Linked DNA regions of Mus musculus: region 2 is linked to region 1. A link is a contact called in public Hi-C data. All regions are on one chromosome and are shown on one strand. The core of a region is the stretch at or near the end of the contact, and the rest is flanking DNA. Distances in the headings are between cores, read along the strand shown. Region 1 overlaps Cux1 (cut-like homeobox 1). Region 2 overlaps Gm38722 (a long non-coding RNA gene).

What was found. A called contact is a pair of places that touch in the nucleus more often than the background predicts.
Region 2: a contact with region 1 is called in a Hi-C map of bone marrow-derived macrophages, with 2.5 times the contacts expected there. The contact joins two enhancer-like sites. A contact is called at or near these places in 1 of 15 datasets of contacts at CTCF or cohesin (large pre-B cells), 10 of 484 Hi-C or Micro-C datasets (adipose-derived mesenchymal stem cells, bone marrow-derived macrophages, cerebral cortex and 7 more) and 1 of 115 datasets of contacts at active chromatin or transcription factors (embryonic fibroblasts).

The regions. Positions count from the first base shown.
Region 1 is chr5:136,478,080-136,485,364 of GRCm38.p6, forward strand. The region is part of intron 2 of Cux1 (cut-like homeobox 1); the gene reads right to left. Among named protein-coding and RNA genes, the nearest start is that of Cux1, 86 kb to the right of the region's middle. Within about 2 kb of position 1,927, at least 82 of the 459 cell types and tissues checked have an H3K27ac peak or open chromatin away from gene starts, as enhancers often do. A contact at or near this core is called in bone marrow-derived macrophages, where this site is marked.
Region 2 is chr5:136,662,282-136,670,043 of GRCm38.p6, forward strand. All of the region lies in intron 2 of Gm38722 (a long non-coding RNA gene), which reads left to right. Among named protein-coding and RNA genes, the nearest start is that of Myl10, 28 kb to the right of the region's middle. Within about 2 kb of position 2,445, at least 23 of the 459 cell types and tissues checked have an H3K27ac peak or open chromatin away from gene starts, as enhancers often do. A contact at or near this core is called in bone marrow-derived macrophages, where this site is marked.

The DNA.
Region 1 (7,285 bases), core at 677-3,176:
TTCCCATAGAGAGTGTGTGGTACAGTGGGACCATGGGTGGCCCTGGTGTCTTCAAGCAAGCCCAACAGAGACACTGGGAGATTAAACTCTTCATGGATCACGTTAAGGATTCTTCCAATGCTGCCAGTCAGGGAGTTCAGAAGCAGCCCTGATCTTCTGAAAGATGGCATCTGATGTCTTTCTGCTCAACACAATTAAGCCTTTACTTAAATGTGAAGGATCCACTAACAAATAACCCACCCAAATGCCCCAACAGTGGCTTCAGCGTCTCTGCAGTAGCTGTGTGTTTGTGTTTGGGGATAGGGATGCTACAAATGGACATGTTCACTCTGACTTTAAAATAATCTCAGTTCCTCAAGTGTCCACCCACCCACCCATGAGCACACACTACTGCATAATCCTGTGGTTTTTGTTTTGCTAGGCAGGTACTTTACCACTATGTAATATCTTCAGTCCAGTTGATTCCTGAAACAGGTTCTCATCAAGTTTCCCAGGCTAGTTTTGAAGTCCTAATTCTTAGCCTCAATATCCGCAGTGCTGGGATAACAGGCTTGAGCTACAGACAGGGCTGTTCCAGTGTGTATATCACCAGAAGTTACCATGTGCCCCATTTGTTTAGTTGGCCATTATCTGCCTGCTCCTGCTGATGGCTGGAACCTTCTCTATACCTGCTAGTCCCTAGAGAAACCTCAGGGCTCCTTTTGGAGGAGACAGGGATTAAAAGTGTTTGCTGTGTACTTAGTGCATGTTCTGTATATGCTAAACCACTCCCCTCTAGCAGCTGGCAGCAGAGGCAGAGCACTCCTAGTCCACACATGTGAAGCCTCAAATCCTCCAACATGCTCCAAACACTGTGGATTTCCCATTAAGGATGTGCAACTGATGAAGGTCTACAAAGATCTTCCCAAATCTGAACCACTCCCACCCCATACACACTGAGTGAGAGCTGCTCTTTAGAGTATAGGAAAGAACACAACATCTGAAACAGTGAGGAATCTTGCTCAGGGTCAGACGCCCCTGGACATCTGCAACAGCTGGCCTGGGAATAGCCATTTCTCTTCCAAGACCCCTGGAACCAGACAGAGTTCTGCACAGGAAAGGCCCCAGGAGCAGAGGTCACACCATGTGTGGGAGGGAAATCCTGGACTAGTAGTGCTCACCCATGCTTGCGCACAACCCAGTGGCCCCCTCTGTTCTTCAGGACTGCTTCATGTCCTCCCAAGGCCCCTGCTGACTCTTTCTAGAACATGCTAGAATACTGTGACTTGAGCTGCACTTGATCCTTGGGGTAAATTTTCCCCTGGGGTCTCCTCAAAACTAAGAAAACTACTTATGTTTTTTGTACTGGTTGAACATGTTTAACTGGTAACAGTTAAAAGCTTCTATTTAATTTTTAAGCTTTGTCTAGTTAAAATCGTATTGTATTGCAACTTTATGGTGGTTGACTCTAGAATGATTAAACACGCAGGCTGATTACTCAGGCTTTAGGATTCTGCCAGATACTAGAGTGACCTCTTCGCAATGAAGCAAAAATGTGCTTCATTTCTCCTCCTCCGAGGAGAAAACACTGCATTGAAAAGTTGCTTGTGGATTTCCCACAGCCCCACAAAGAGAAGAATTTATTTGAGATAACAACAACAACAACAACAATAATAATAATAGGCTATTTTGTGTCACTTGGTGAAACCCTGCCTCAAAATAAGCAGGCCTCAGAGAGTTGGTACAGTGCTTGCTATGTCAGCATGAAGACTAAGTTTGAATCCTAAGCACCCGTGTAAAGCTCCAGGCACGTGGGTAATCAGTGTTATCAGAATGCCAAGAACCCGAAATGGAGGAAGCTACAGACTCTCTAAAGTGGTTTAGACAGGTCCCCACATCCCCACAGTGGTTCTCTCTTGTGGCAGGGGTGCTCATGTCCCTAGCATGTGACTAGTTAAAACATCTCTGGGCATGTCCTGGCTAAGAGGCCCATGTCTGGCAAGACATCACTGGCCTACCTTCTCCCTTAAAAACCACAGTCAGTGACATCAGGGACGCACATCTGTGGGTTTCCAGTGCAGTTGCCTGAATATGTTCAATGTGGAACAAAAAACCTAACTGCCATGTTTGCTCAACTGAGTCTGGAGGTTTCAGACTGACCTCTGGTTTAAAGGAGGGCTGACACAAAAGTAGAGTGGTGGTACATGCCCTTAATCCCAGCAGAGATAGGCAGCTCTAAATTCAAGTCCAGCCTGGTTTACAAAGTGAGCTCCAGGACAGCCAGGGCTACACAGAGAAACCCTGTCAGGGGAGAGGGGATGAAGCCTGACAGACAAATTCAAGTCACAGCAGCCTTCTAGGTCTGGCAATATTTCTCTCTCTCTCTCTCTCTCTCTCTTTCTCTCTCTCTCTCTCTCTCTCTCACACACACACACACACACACACACACACACACATACACACACACACACATACACACACACACAATATCAGCATGCTGCTTGAAAGTTCAAGGTCATACATGGCCTTCCTGACCCCCACCGGGTGATGGTAAGGTCACCCCTACCTGAACACCATGCCTCTCCCAGACCCCCCCCCCCTTACAGGACAATGTGCCCCACAAGGCTCCAGCCAGCTGGCTGCATAGGAACAAGATGTGCCCCACTGGAGTGGCTACTTTATTTTAAGTGACTCTCTTTTTCCAGGCTGAGTCACTTCTGCGTAGCTATAAAAGGCAGCAGAGCAGTGACTAAGTGCGCTTGGGTCCCAGCCACAGTTAAGTATTACTACCCTCACTGGGCAGTGGTGGCGCACGCCTTTAATCCCAGCACTCGGGAGGCAGAGGCAGGTGGATTTCTGAGTTCGAGGCCAGCCTGGTCTACAGAGTGAGTTCCAGGACAGCCAGGGGCTACACAGAGAAATCCTGTCTCGAAAAACCAAAAACAAAAAAGGATTACTACCCTCTACTCCTTCCTTCTTAATTGTCTAACGCTGGGGTCTTACTTTACTCCAGGGTGGCCTTAAACTCATAACAACAACCCTCATATCTCAGCCACCATGGTTCAGGGATTACAGACAAAAGCCACAGACCTGGATTCTTCATCTTTCCTCTGCTTCCTCCTTGCTCTAATTCCTCACCTCTGCAAAAGGTTGAAAGGTAAAGATGTGGGGTCCATCGCTTCGTCCATAACTTTGAAAACACTTCCTCCCCATAGACAAAAAGCAGAGATCTCTCCCCACAGCATCTGCTAAAGCACAGAAGTTATCAACAAATCTAATCTTCTTCTATCACGGTCAAGAATTCCTTCCACTTCCTAGAAGAGACGTCCCAAATCTAGCATTTAAAAAATGTTGTGCAAGAATGCAAACATCAACCAGGTATGGAGATATTTACCTGCAATCCTAGAACTCAGGAGGTGGAAACTGAAAAATCGGGAGTTCAAGGGCAGCCTTGGTTACATACTTAGTCCAAGACCAATTGGGCTATGTAAGATCCTGTCAAAGCCTAAAAAGCATGCTAGGGCTATAACTGGGTTGGTAGAGTACTTGCCTGCCATGCACTCTCATCCCAGATCACCACTCCCAGCGCCTCATAAACCAACCAGGTGCATGTAATCCTAGCGCTCAGGGAAATGGAGGCGGGGGCCCAGAAGTTCACATCTGAAGTAAGTTTGAAGCCAGCTTGGCTACATGAGAACTTGTGGAGGAAGGGAAGAAGGGGGTGGAGGGCTGGCTCATGGGGAAAGCACTCACCACAAAAACATGAGGACCTGAGTTTGGATCCCCAGAACCTGCATCAAGCTGGGTATGGCCACACACATCTATAATCCTATGGTCATATGGGAAGCAGAGAAACCAGAACTCCTAGAAGCTTACAGGACAGCTACCCTCTTGCAGACAGCATAGAACAAAAGCCCCTGTCTCAGACAAGGTGGAAGATGAGAATCACCAACACTGAGGCTGTCCACACTCATGCTATAAGGCCACACACACATACATATTCTCATACACACACACACACACACACCCTCACTTCTCCCCTTCTTTTTTATATTAAGATAGAGAAAAACCACATTGGAGTAAGAAAAGACAATTAAGGAGTGGCTTGCAGGACAGCCAAGCATTTTTTTTTTAATTATCCCATCAAAAATAGCTGATGTCGTGCAAAGCTCATCTAAACACCAGAGTGCCCAGGCTCCTTCTAGAAGCACACCAGGTACTGAAGACATTAATCTGGTCTTTGAAATCATATTCAACCAACAAAGACCTGAGTCACAAGACAATCAGTGGTATGGCTTCTCTGAGCATGTGTGAGGCTGTGGGTTCCATCCCAAGCACAGGGTAAATCAAAACCAAGCAGACAAATAAACCAACCAACAAGAGGAGGTGGGGGAAGACCAGGACACAGACAGACGGATGGAAAGACAGACAGACAGACAGATTGAGAAAGACATGGCTCTAACAAGACTCAAAAAAGCAGAAGTGTTTATCTACATGGAAGGTTACTGAGCCATCTGTGGCTTATACAGAGAATACTGTCACATGGATATGTGTATGATGCAAGGAAAGACTTCAGCAGAAGATGCCAGTTATGGGATCCCAGCACTCAGCCTGCCACATGGCCATGGTCCACTGCCAGGTGGAAGAGATAAAAGCTAAAGAACAGGGTTAGAATTTCCTCCTCAGGACCCAACTGTCTGACACATGGAAGCAGCTACATAAATATCTGCAAAATGATTAACTATCAGTACAAACCACCCTGGGGAGTATTTTACTGATAACTATTAAATTAGAATTTTCTTTCTTTCTTTTTTTTGGGGGGAAAGGGGGCAGGAGACCCCCTAAAATATATTTATGAAACAAAGATCCACTGCACCTAAAGCATTGTATAGTGTTCTAAGCTAATAACAGTTTGTTTCATTTTATATATTAGGTGAGGCTGAGCCTAGGACCTTGTGCATGCTAGGCAAGCATCTTATGGTCCCCAGCCCCTCATAGGCTGTAGGAGAGCACTCTACTGCTGAACCATATGCCCACAGCCCTATTTTTACTTACTATTTTAAGACAAGGTCTCACCAAGTTGCTTAGTTGGTCTTGAGCTCACTCTTTACACCAGGCTGGCCTGAAAACAAAGATCCCACTGCCTCAGCTTTCTTCAATAGAAGGACGGCAAGTATGAGTCACAAGACTGGGCTTTCAAATTAATAAAAACACCATGGGTAGCAGATACCAGGTATACAAGTAGCCTATCATAAACACATACAAACATGCCCCTATTTTGTGTGTGTGTGTGTGTGTGTGTGTGTGTGTGTGTGTGTGTGTGTGTGTGTGTGCATATGTCCAGATGTACCCAGAAGCTCTGTGCTGATGTTACCATTTTTTAGGGGACAGATAATGATATTAGAACTTTGGATCTTTACTGAGAAATGTATGTAGTCATCAAGTCACCTGAGGCAAACAACAGGGAAAGCAATAGTCCCGCAAGACACCCATCATCTGGGACTAGAGAGATGGCTCAGTGATTAAAAACACTTGTTGCTCTTGCAGAGGACCAGGGTTCAGCTCCTATCACCCACATGGTGGGTAATAACTACCTATACCTTCAGTTCCAGGGCATCCAGAGTCCTTTTCTGGCCTCCTCAGGCACCAGACACACATGTGGTATATAGACATACATGAAGGCAAAACTCTCATACATATGATAAATTTTAAAGGTAGAAATTTATGAATAAAAACTGTTTCTTTGGGATAATACTTGGTCTACTCAAAGAGCAGCTATTAATTCTATATGGAGGGTGAGATACAGGGCTAAGATGGCTGAAGGACTTGTAATGCATGAATTCTTGGGTTCGATCTCCAGTATCAAGGAAATCAGGTATGGTACTGTATGCCTACAGTCTCAGTACACTTGGGAGCTAGAGGCAAAAGGAGCAGAAATTCAACACTCTCAGACACATTGTGAGGTTTGGGCCAGCCTGGGTTCCATGAGATCCTGTTGCTATACTATGTAGATAAATAATGTTTTTAAATCCATAGGGAATGAACCTTTTTAAAGTAAATTTGTACTTACAAAGTAACTGCGGTCTACTTCAAACTAACCAAAATTTTTAGATTAAAACACTACAACCAATACTGCTGTACTTAGAAGCTCTCTACACAGTGTCCTGGTGTTACCATTTTTCCTTCAATAGAAGAATGAATTTGTTTATGAATTTCTTGATGTAGTGTCACAAAACTCTAACTTTAAAAGTTAAATGACTGGGTGGTTTAACTACTGGAAATGACCAATGTCACCGAGATGACTAGATGCAACCTTAAGCAAAGCTGGTGGTCCAGTTCTGCTGCCAGACCCAAGCCTTCCACTCACCTGAGACTCCACACATATGGCTACAGCTCCTTCCTCCACATTGTCAGACCGTTTCACGTGCCGTCGTAGACGCCCATCTTTCCCCTTTGAGCATCCCAGGACACGAACTGAACCCTCCCCCCTCCACTTCCATCTGAACTCTGGCCTTAAAAACCTTTAAAGATGTCTGATAGAAGATACACTTAACTTAGTTGTGGTGATGTACTCAGGAGGCTGACTGTGGAGCGTAGGCTATACAGGGAGCATCTATCTCAAAAGATAAAAGGAAACAACAGCTAGAAAGATTTAGGTGACGGGGAGGTGTCTCAGCCAGCAGAACACTTGCCCAGCATGCAAGGCTTCCTAGATCCCATCCCCAGGATCACATAAACATAGTCGGTGGTGCACACCTGTAATCCCTACACTTGAAAAGTGGAGGAAGGACCAGACTGCATAAGAAGGAGAATGCCAGCGGAGCTCTAGCATTAATCGGTTTCCTCCCTACAGAATGGACCAGACAGCCCAAGTTCCTGCTGCCATGCCTTCCCTGCCACACTGTGAGCCTAGGTAACCCTCTTCTTTTAAGCTACTTGTTAGGTATTTTTGTCATGGAAATGATAAAAGTTACTAATATGACTCCCAACAAACTCCTAAAAGAGAAGCCCGGCCGGGCGGTGGTGGTGCACGCCTTTAATCCCAGCACTTGGGAGGCAGAGGTAGGCGAATTTCTGAGTTCGAGGTCAGCCTGGGCTACATACAGAGTGAGTTCCAGGACAGCCAGGACTATACAGAGAAACCCTGTCTCGAAAAACCAAAAAAAAAAAAGAAGCCCAGACTCTAAAATGAGTGCACATCCACTACCCCTAACAACCTGTGTCAAGAAACACAGAGGCCATAACAGAGCAAACAAGGTTTTACCAGAAATATTAATGCAATGCATCTTTTGAACACACTACCGCC
Region 2 (7,762 bases), core at 1,195-3,694, 180 kb after region 1:
CCTCTGCCTCCTCTGCCTCCTCTGCCTCCTCTGCCTCCTCTGCCTCCTCTGCCTCCTCTGCCTCTGCCTCTGCCAAGTGCTGGGATTAATGGCGTGGGCCACCACACCTGGCCCAAGGGGAGTCTTAAGATATTGTCTTGTCCAGGGACACTTGGCACCAGTCACCCATGTGGCAGATGTCGAGGGGGCTGGGAGCTGGGCCTGGCGCCTTTTCCAGGCTTCTGGAAGGGGAAGCAGAGAAGTCAGCTGTCTTCTGATACATGCTGGGTAACCTGGCACCCGAGGGCCTGGCCTCGGCGCTGGCCGGCTTCGTGGCTGGTCCGGCTGGTTTGTGAGGTGAGGAGGAGGAAGATGCTGACACTCTGGGTGAATGAATAGTGACCGGCACTGAGAAAAGAAAGGAAGCGGGAGAGGGAAGGAATGGGAGAAGGAGGGGCCTGATGCGCATCCCTGGGTGGTCTTCACAGTGGCAACATGCCTCTCTGTTTATGTCTCTACGCCCCCTCCACTCTCTGCTGCTCAGCCAGGCCAGCTCACCTTGTATGAATGAAGCTCCAAGCAGGACCCAGAGCTGCCCAGGGGCAAGAACACAGACTCCCAAGGCCAGTGCAGAGCTCACTCCTGCCTCTGTGCCTTCCTGGGGTTTCCATCTGGATCTGCCCTGTGCCCTAGGACTCTCAGCCTGAGTCCATGGACTGCAGGGACTTGGCATCGGGGAGGCTGCCTGAGCTGACCCAGCCCTGCTGACCCAGCCTGACCCAGCCCTGCTGACCTCTACACACACAGGGACATTCATTACTGCTGTCATTGTCCTGGTGACTGTATTACTGCAGTCTGTCTATTACTCAAGGCTAATATGGCAGGGTGACAGATAGTACCTAGGGGTGAGTCTTACAGAAGTAGATAACATTTGATACAAGTTAAAGGTGCCATCTGGACTATTCTAAGGAGTGTATGTGCATGTGTATACATGTGTTCATATATATATGTATTTTCTTTTCTTCCTTCCTTTCTTCCTTCCTTTCTTCCTTCCTTCCTTCCTTCCTTCCTTTCTTTCTTTCTTTCTTTCTTTCTTTCTTTCTTTCTTTCTTTCTTTCTTTCTTTCTTTTTTTTTTCGGGACAGGGTTTCTCTGTGTAGCCCTGGCTGTCCTGGAACTCACTTTGTAGACCAGGCTGGCCTCGAACTCAGAAATTTGCCTGCCTCTGCCTCCCAAGTGCTGGGATTAAAGGCGTGTGCCACCACACCTGGCCCATATATTTATTTTCTTAATTTTAGTTTTCTTTCCCTCTCCTTCCCCCCCCTTTTTTTTTCACTCAGCCTCACGTTGTGTGTTGCTTCTGCTGTGTGATGTTCTATCAGCCACTTGACCTCTCTGAGCCAGTGAGGTTCATGACATGAGATGAAACCTACTTCTCTTAGGGTATTTTCTAAGTTTTCATCACCTACCCTAAAGGCCTTTCTAATCACACCAGTGTCTGACACCTCACAGGCTTTCCCAAGATCCAGTATCGTGATTCTATCTCTGCCCCAGAGCCCGTCACTGACAACTGGCCAAGCCCACCGTGTGTCTGACTAGGGGACCTTCTGAGTCCACAGTACTTTGTGGCCCAGGACTTCCTACTGTAGAAGGTCCAGCTGGAGTCTTTACTTAGGAGTAAGTCATGAAAGCCTTCCTGGAGGAAGGAATGTTGGATGGATCCTGGACTGACAAGCAGTAAAATTAAAACTGCTCCCTTGGATGGGGCCGGCTCAGTGGTGGACCTGGGCCTCTGACCCTTTCGTTTGGGTATAGTGGAGAGTATGGGTCTTCCCATCTCTCTATGGGCTTTGAAACCATCCCCCCCAAACTGAGAGGGCAAAGATAGATGCTAGGTAGTGCTGTCCCAGGGGAACTGAAAGAGGGAAACTGAGTCACTATTGCTTACTGAACCTTTATCTCACCATAGCTCAGGCTGCCCTTAAAATCCAATTTCTACCCACTTCAGCCTCCCGAGTGCTGCTAGGATTATAGTCAGCTGCCACCATGCCTGGCTCTATCATCGCACTTTTAATTTGATTAACTCACTAAGTTTTGGTGCTGGAGTTAGGATCCAGGGCTTTGCAGGTGCTCTGCTGTTGAGCCAGGCTCCCAGCTCCTTCACTGGGTGTTTGTAGGTGCGGCTCTACCAATGAGCCCCGTCCTGACCCTGCCTCTGTTCCGTTCTAGAAACTAGGGAGGCAGAGTGGATATGAACCACTTGGGTGGGAGCAGCCATAAGCTAACCTTGTCCCCTCTCCCATTTATCTGCCTCAGGCCTTAAATGGAAGCTGAGGCTGGGACACACAGGGATTGAGAACCTGGGGCACTGTGACTTAGATGGAGGCAGGAGGTCAGCCTTGGTCTGGATGAGCTGGCCGTGCGGTCCATTCAGATTTTCGTTAGCGGAGCGCCACCTAGTGGTGTTTGTGGAAACCAGTCTAACTTCCCGTTTCTTGGTTGTTAAAAAGAGAGAACAGCAAAGGAGAGATGGGAGTCTGGATCCCTCACTGGGCTATGACTCCTGACACTTAGAGGCCAAAATAAGGAGAAAGTGGGTGGCGCAGCGGCAAGTGCTAACTAGACTTTGGCCGTAGCCCCGACCTTAGTCTTAGCCTGCTTTTGGCCCGACCTGGGTTTTTGTGTCCATGTGGTAGTTGCTCTGCTCTCAACTTCCTAGTATAGAGTATTCTTTAAGACAAACTATGGGCATCCAGGCATTGGTGCACACTTGTAATCCTAACACCCAGGAGGTAGAGGCAGGAGAATCAGAAATTCAAAGCCATTCTTGACTGCATAATGAATTCAAGGATAGCCTGGGCTATGTGAGACTAGTACAAATGAGATGAGGGGGAGAAACAAAGAGAAGGAGGAGGAGGAAGAGGGAAGAGGAGGAGGAGGAAAACAAGAAGAAATGACTCAGGGAGTGTCAGTGTGTGTGAATTTGGGTATTAGTGTGTTCGCATGTATGTTTGTGTGTCTGTTGTGTGTGAATGTATTTCCCTGCATGGGGGTGACTCTGTAAATAAATGCTAGCTTTCAAGTATGTATCTGTTTGCGTGTAAGTGTGTGAATGAATTGCTGTCTATGTGTGTGTGTGGCTATGTGTATGATTGCGTATGTGTGTGTCTCCATGTGTGTGTGTGTATATCTATGTGTCTGTCTGTCTGTGTGGCTATGTGTGAGTGTGCATCTTTGTGTGGGTATATCTGTATGTGAGTGTGTATATGTGTGGCTGTGTATGTGTGGCTGTGTATATGTATGTGTGTGTCTATATTGTGGCTATGTGTGAGTGTGTCTGTCTGTATATGAGTGTGTGTGTGTATGTGTGGACATGTGTGTCTGTCTGTCTATATGTACGTGTCTGTCTGTCTGTGTGTATCTGTATGTATGACTATGTGTATGTCTGTCTGTCTATATGTGTGTCTGTCTGCATGTGTCTGTATGTGTAGCCATGTGTGTGTTTGTCTGTCTGTATGACTGTGTGTCTCTCTGTGTACTTGTGGATCTTTGTTTATGATGTGCCTGTGGATATAAATGCCCCTCATTCTAGAAGTATGTGACTGCAGCCCCCGTGCTTGTGGGATTTGGGGAACACCTGCTTTTCACACTTGGCACCCCTTCTTGGGCTCACAGGTGCCTACCTGGATCCAAGGAAGGGCTGAAAACTTCTTTGAGGACCCCCTCTTGATGGGAGGACTTGAAGGGCTCCCCTGCTTCGTGATGTCAGTTTGGAAGTGTGAGGTGCTCTGGTGGGGACCATGAAGAGGATGCTGTGCAGCCTCCATTCAGTATGGACTTTACTTTGTTAAGATTTTAAAAAAGATTATACCCTGTCTGGAAAAACCAAAAAAAAAAAAAGATTATATATATTTACTTTCCCAAACTTTAATTTAATGTGTTTGAGTGCTTTGCCTGAATGTATGCCTGTGGATTTGGGGTATGTGTTTGTGTGATGTTCATGTGTAAAGGCGTACACTTGAGTGCTTGTGGGGTCAGTCTCAGGTATTAGTCTTCAGGACAATGTCTATCTTATTTTTGAGACGGGGTCTCTCACTGGCCTACAGTTCATGAGTTTGTCTGGGCTGCCTGGCCAGCATGGGTCCACCTGCCTCTGGCTCCCAGCGCTGGGATTAGAAATGAATGTCACAACAATTGGCTTTTTTACATGGGTTCTGGGATCAAATTCTGGTCTTCATGCTTCTGTGGCCAGCACTTTACTGAGCTATCTCCCCAGCTCCAGTAATAATTAACTTATGGGTTCAGCAGCATTGGTCTGCAGATGTGACCACTGAGTCATCCCACCAAGTGCCCTCAGTGGGAGTGCAGTTGTGAAACACACCCGAGCATGTATGTGGGTGTGTAAAACACACATGTGTGACTATGTGCATGCTTTATGTATGCGAGTGCTGGGCAGTACATGTGCTTGTGTGTGCATGCTCTGGGGGGTGTGCACTGATGTGTGTAGCATGCTTTGAGTGTGTGTGGATGCATGGGAATTAAATAGCTTGTTTTATGCATGCCTTGTGTGTACAGGCATGAGGGTGCATGAGCCCATGTTTGTGTGCTTTGAATGTGTGCAAACATGAGGGTGTGTATTCATGAGTTTGCGTATGCTTATGTGTGTATACCCTTGCAATGTGTGCATGAGTGTGTTTGTATTTGAGTGTGTGCATGCCCTGGGGGTGTGCATTGGAGATTGTGCACAAGCAGGACTGCATGGGTGTGTGCATGTGTGGATGTGTGCATACTTTCATGTGTATGCTTGAATGAATGACTGCTCTGAGCATGTCCGTGCATGAGTGTGTTTGTGAGCGTGTGTTTGTTTGGGTGTGTGCACTGTGAGCTTGTCTGTGCAAGCCAATGTGTGCATGCATGTGTATGCCTACATTTTCAGTGCAGGACATGTATGCCCCTTTAACAGTATTTCCCCAGGGCACTTCTGCCTTCCGCACCCCACCTTCACCTCCCATTGGGTGGTGACTGCACCACTCTATGGGGCAGGGCAGCTGCCAACTGGCCCTGGGAGGAGCCCTGTTTGGATGTGTGTGTGTTGAGACTGGCAGCCTGGCACAAGTCACTGGCCAAATTAACTCTAGTTTCCTTTGGGGAAAAAATGTAATCAGCTATTTCATTTGGGTCCATTTTAGCAAATTAACTTGTCTAGTATTTCCCTCTTATTTGTTTTATTGGGCAGAGGAGGGGATGTGAAAATAGGAGAGGCTCAGCAGGGACCAAAGCCCAGCTGGGACAGCTGCTAGAAGAAGCTTCCCTCTGGTGGGTGGGGTGTCAGAGAGATGGGCTGTGAAGGAAAGTAGATCTGGGCTTAAGTGGGGTCTTGCAGCAGGTGGGGGCTCATGGGGCCTTGGATCTGCTTGGGACATGGGGTAGAGCCTACATAGGAAAGGGGACTTCAACAGTAATGAGTGACCCACTTGCAGATGATTCCTAAGGCCAGATGAGACCTCCTGGGACACATCAACTCCTGGCCAGAAGGAATTAGCCCAGAAGATTCCATAGGGCCACTATATATGTCTGACCACATTCCACAGGCACTGTGGGCACCCAGGCCTGCCTTCTACAGTGCCCATCTTCCTCCTTCCCTCCCTCATTCATTCGTTCAATTTAGAGACGGGGTCTCAATGTAGCCCAGGCTGGCTGGCCTCCAACTTGCCCTGGAGTCAAAGATGACCTTGAACTTGTGATTCTCCTGCCTCCACCCTGACTGAGGAGGTTATAAGCATGTTCTATCATGCGTGGCTTATACAGGGCTGGGAGTGACTCCCGGGGCTTCCTGTGTACCAGACAAGCACTGTGCCAAGTGAGCTGCCGTCCCAGACTATCCCCACTCTCTTCTCCCTCTTTCCTTCCCTTTCTTCTCTTTCCTCCTTCCCTCCCTCCCATTTCTTCTTTATCCCTCTTTCTTTTCTCCTCTTTTCTTTCCTTCCTCATTCCTTTCTTCTCTCCTCATACTTCCTGCCTTTTCTTTTTCCATGTTTTGTGTCTCACTGTGTCCTCCAGGCTGGCCTTGAACTCATGACCCTCTCACACGTGAGCATCAGCTGGGATTCCAGGTGTGCACCCCTGCAGGCATTAGCTGTGGACATCAATGACTTGTGTGGCTCTAGCTTTATTTCTGGACAGAGAGCAATAGAACCGTCTCAGAGCATGTACAGCAGCTGGCAGGGAAGTGTCACTGAGTGTTTGTTGTCATCCGTCCATTTCACAGTTGGGAATGTGACCTCTGGGATGTCACAGACAGCTGCCTGACTGTGCTGGTCCCTGTTGATTTCTTCTCCTTTCCACACCCCCTCCTGTGTGTGTGTTGGGACTGGCAGCCAGGCAACAAGTCACCGGCCAAATTAACTCAAGTTTCCTTTGGGGAAAAATGTAATCAGCTATTTCATTTGGGTCTATTTTAGCAAATTAACTCACCCAGTAGTTTCTCCTTATTTGTTTTAATGGGTAGAGGGCAGGGTGTGGAAATAGGGGCTCACGCAATGGCCTTGGGGGCAGCTTTCTTAGCTTGCTCCCTCACAGCAAACCCTCATCTCTATTAGCAACTTGGAGGAAATACTTCTTATCCTAAGCACAAAGGCTTGAGTTCAAATCCCGAGCACCCATGTAAGCCTGTAACTCCAGTGTCGTGGGGGACGAGAGACAGAACAATCCCTGGGACTTACTGGCCAGCTGGATCAGGCAATCGGTGGGTCCCAGGTTTAGTGAGAGACCCTGTCACACAAAATAAAGTGGAGGGCTCAGCAGGTAAAACCCACTGGTGACAGAAGTTTAATCCCTAGGTCAAATTTGGTAAAGAGAGAGCTGACATCTGAGAGTGGTCCTCTGACCTCCACATCTCATGCTCTGACATGCATACAAAATAAATAAAAAGGCAATAAAATATTATAAAATAATAATAATGTGCAGAGTTATTGAGGAGAACAGCAACATTGACTTCTGGTTTCTACACACACCGCCCCACACAAGATTCCTTTTTCTCTCCATCGGGTGTGTGTTGGAAGACTCACTGACAAGAGTCTTGAGAAGCAAGCTGGATCTTGCTTGTTTGACCTGACTCTTTGCCAACATCCAGGGCCCTTTTTCATTGTCCCTTCTTCCAGCTTTGGAAGAAGCAGGAGCCAGGGTGGGTGTAGCCAGATGACCTCCCGTGACTTTGTACGGCTCAGTCACTCATCTCTGCCCTCCCACCTCCCATTGAATCTGACTGGAGATTGTCAATTTTTTTTCTTACCCACTACCTTTCAACTCAAGTTATGGTTTTATAAATAATATATACTGCAAGCCAGGCTCGGGAAGGACGTTCATTCTGCCCTGAAATATTTATAGCTCAGAATGTCTGCTTTCTTTGCCTGGGAGTCATTTTTTAGAGTGGCAGGCAGAGAGGGAGAGAGAGAGAGAGAGAGAGAGAGAGAGAGAGAGAGAGAGAGAGAGAGAGAGAGAGCATACAAGGTGCATCTTTAGTGACAACACCTGGAGAAGAGTCCTTGTAGCCCAGCTGCAGGCTGATCTATCCTGTGGCCATAGAGGGGCATAGCAGTTGTTCCTGGGGACAGTTCCCTGGCTCAGACCTCTTAAATTATCTCAGGATGGCTCAGCTCGGTGACAGGCTCAGCACCGCTGTCCCGGGAATGAATGGGACTTTCTAGCATGCGCCTGGAATAATAACACAGTGGATCAGGATCTGGGATCTGTCTGGAATCCTTAGTCCTGTCCCGGAATGTGGG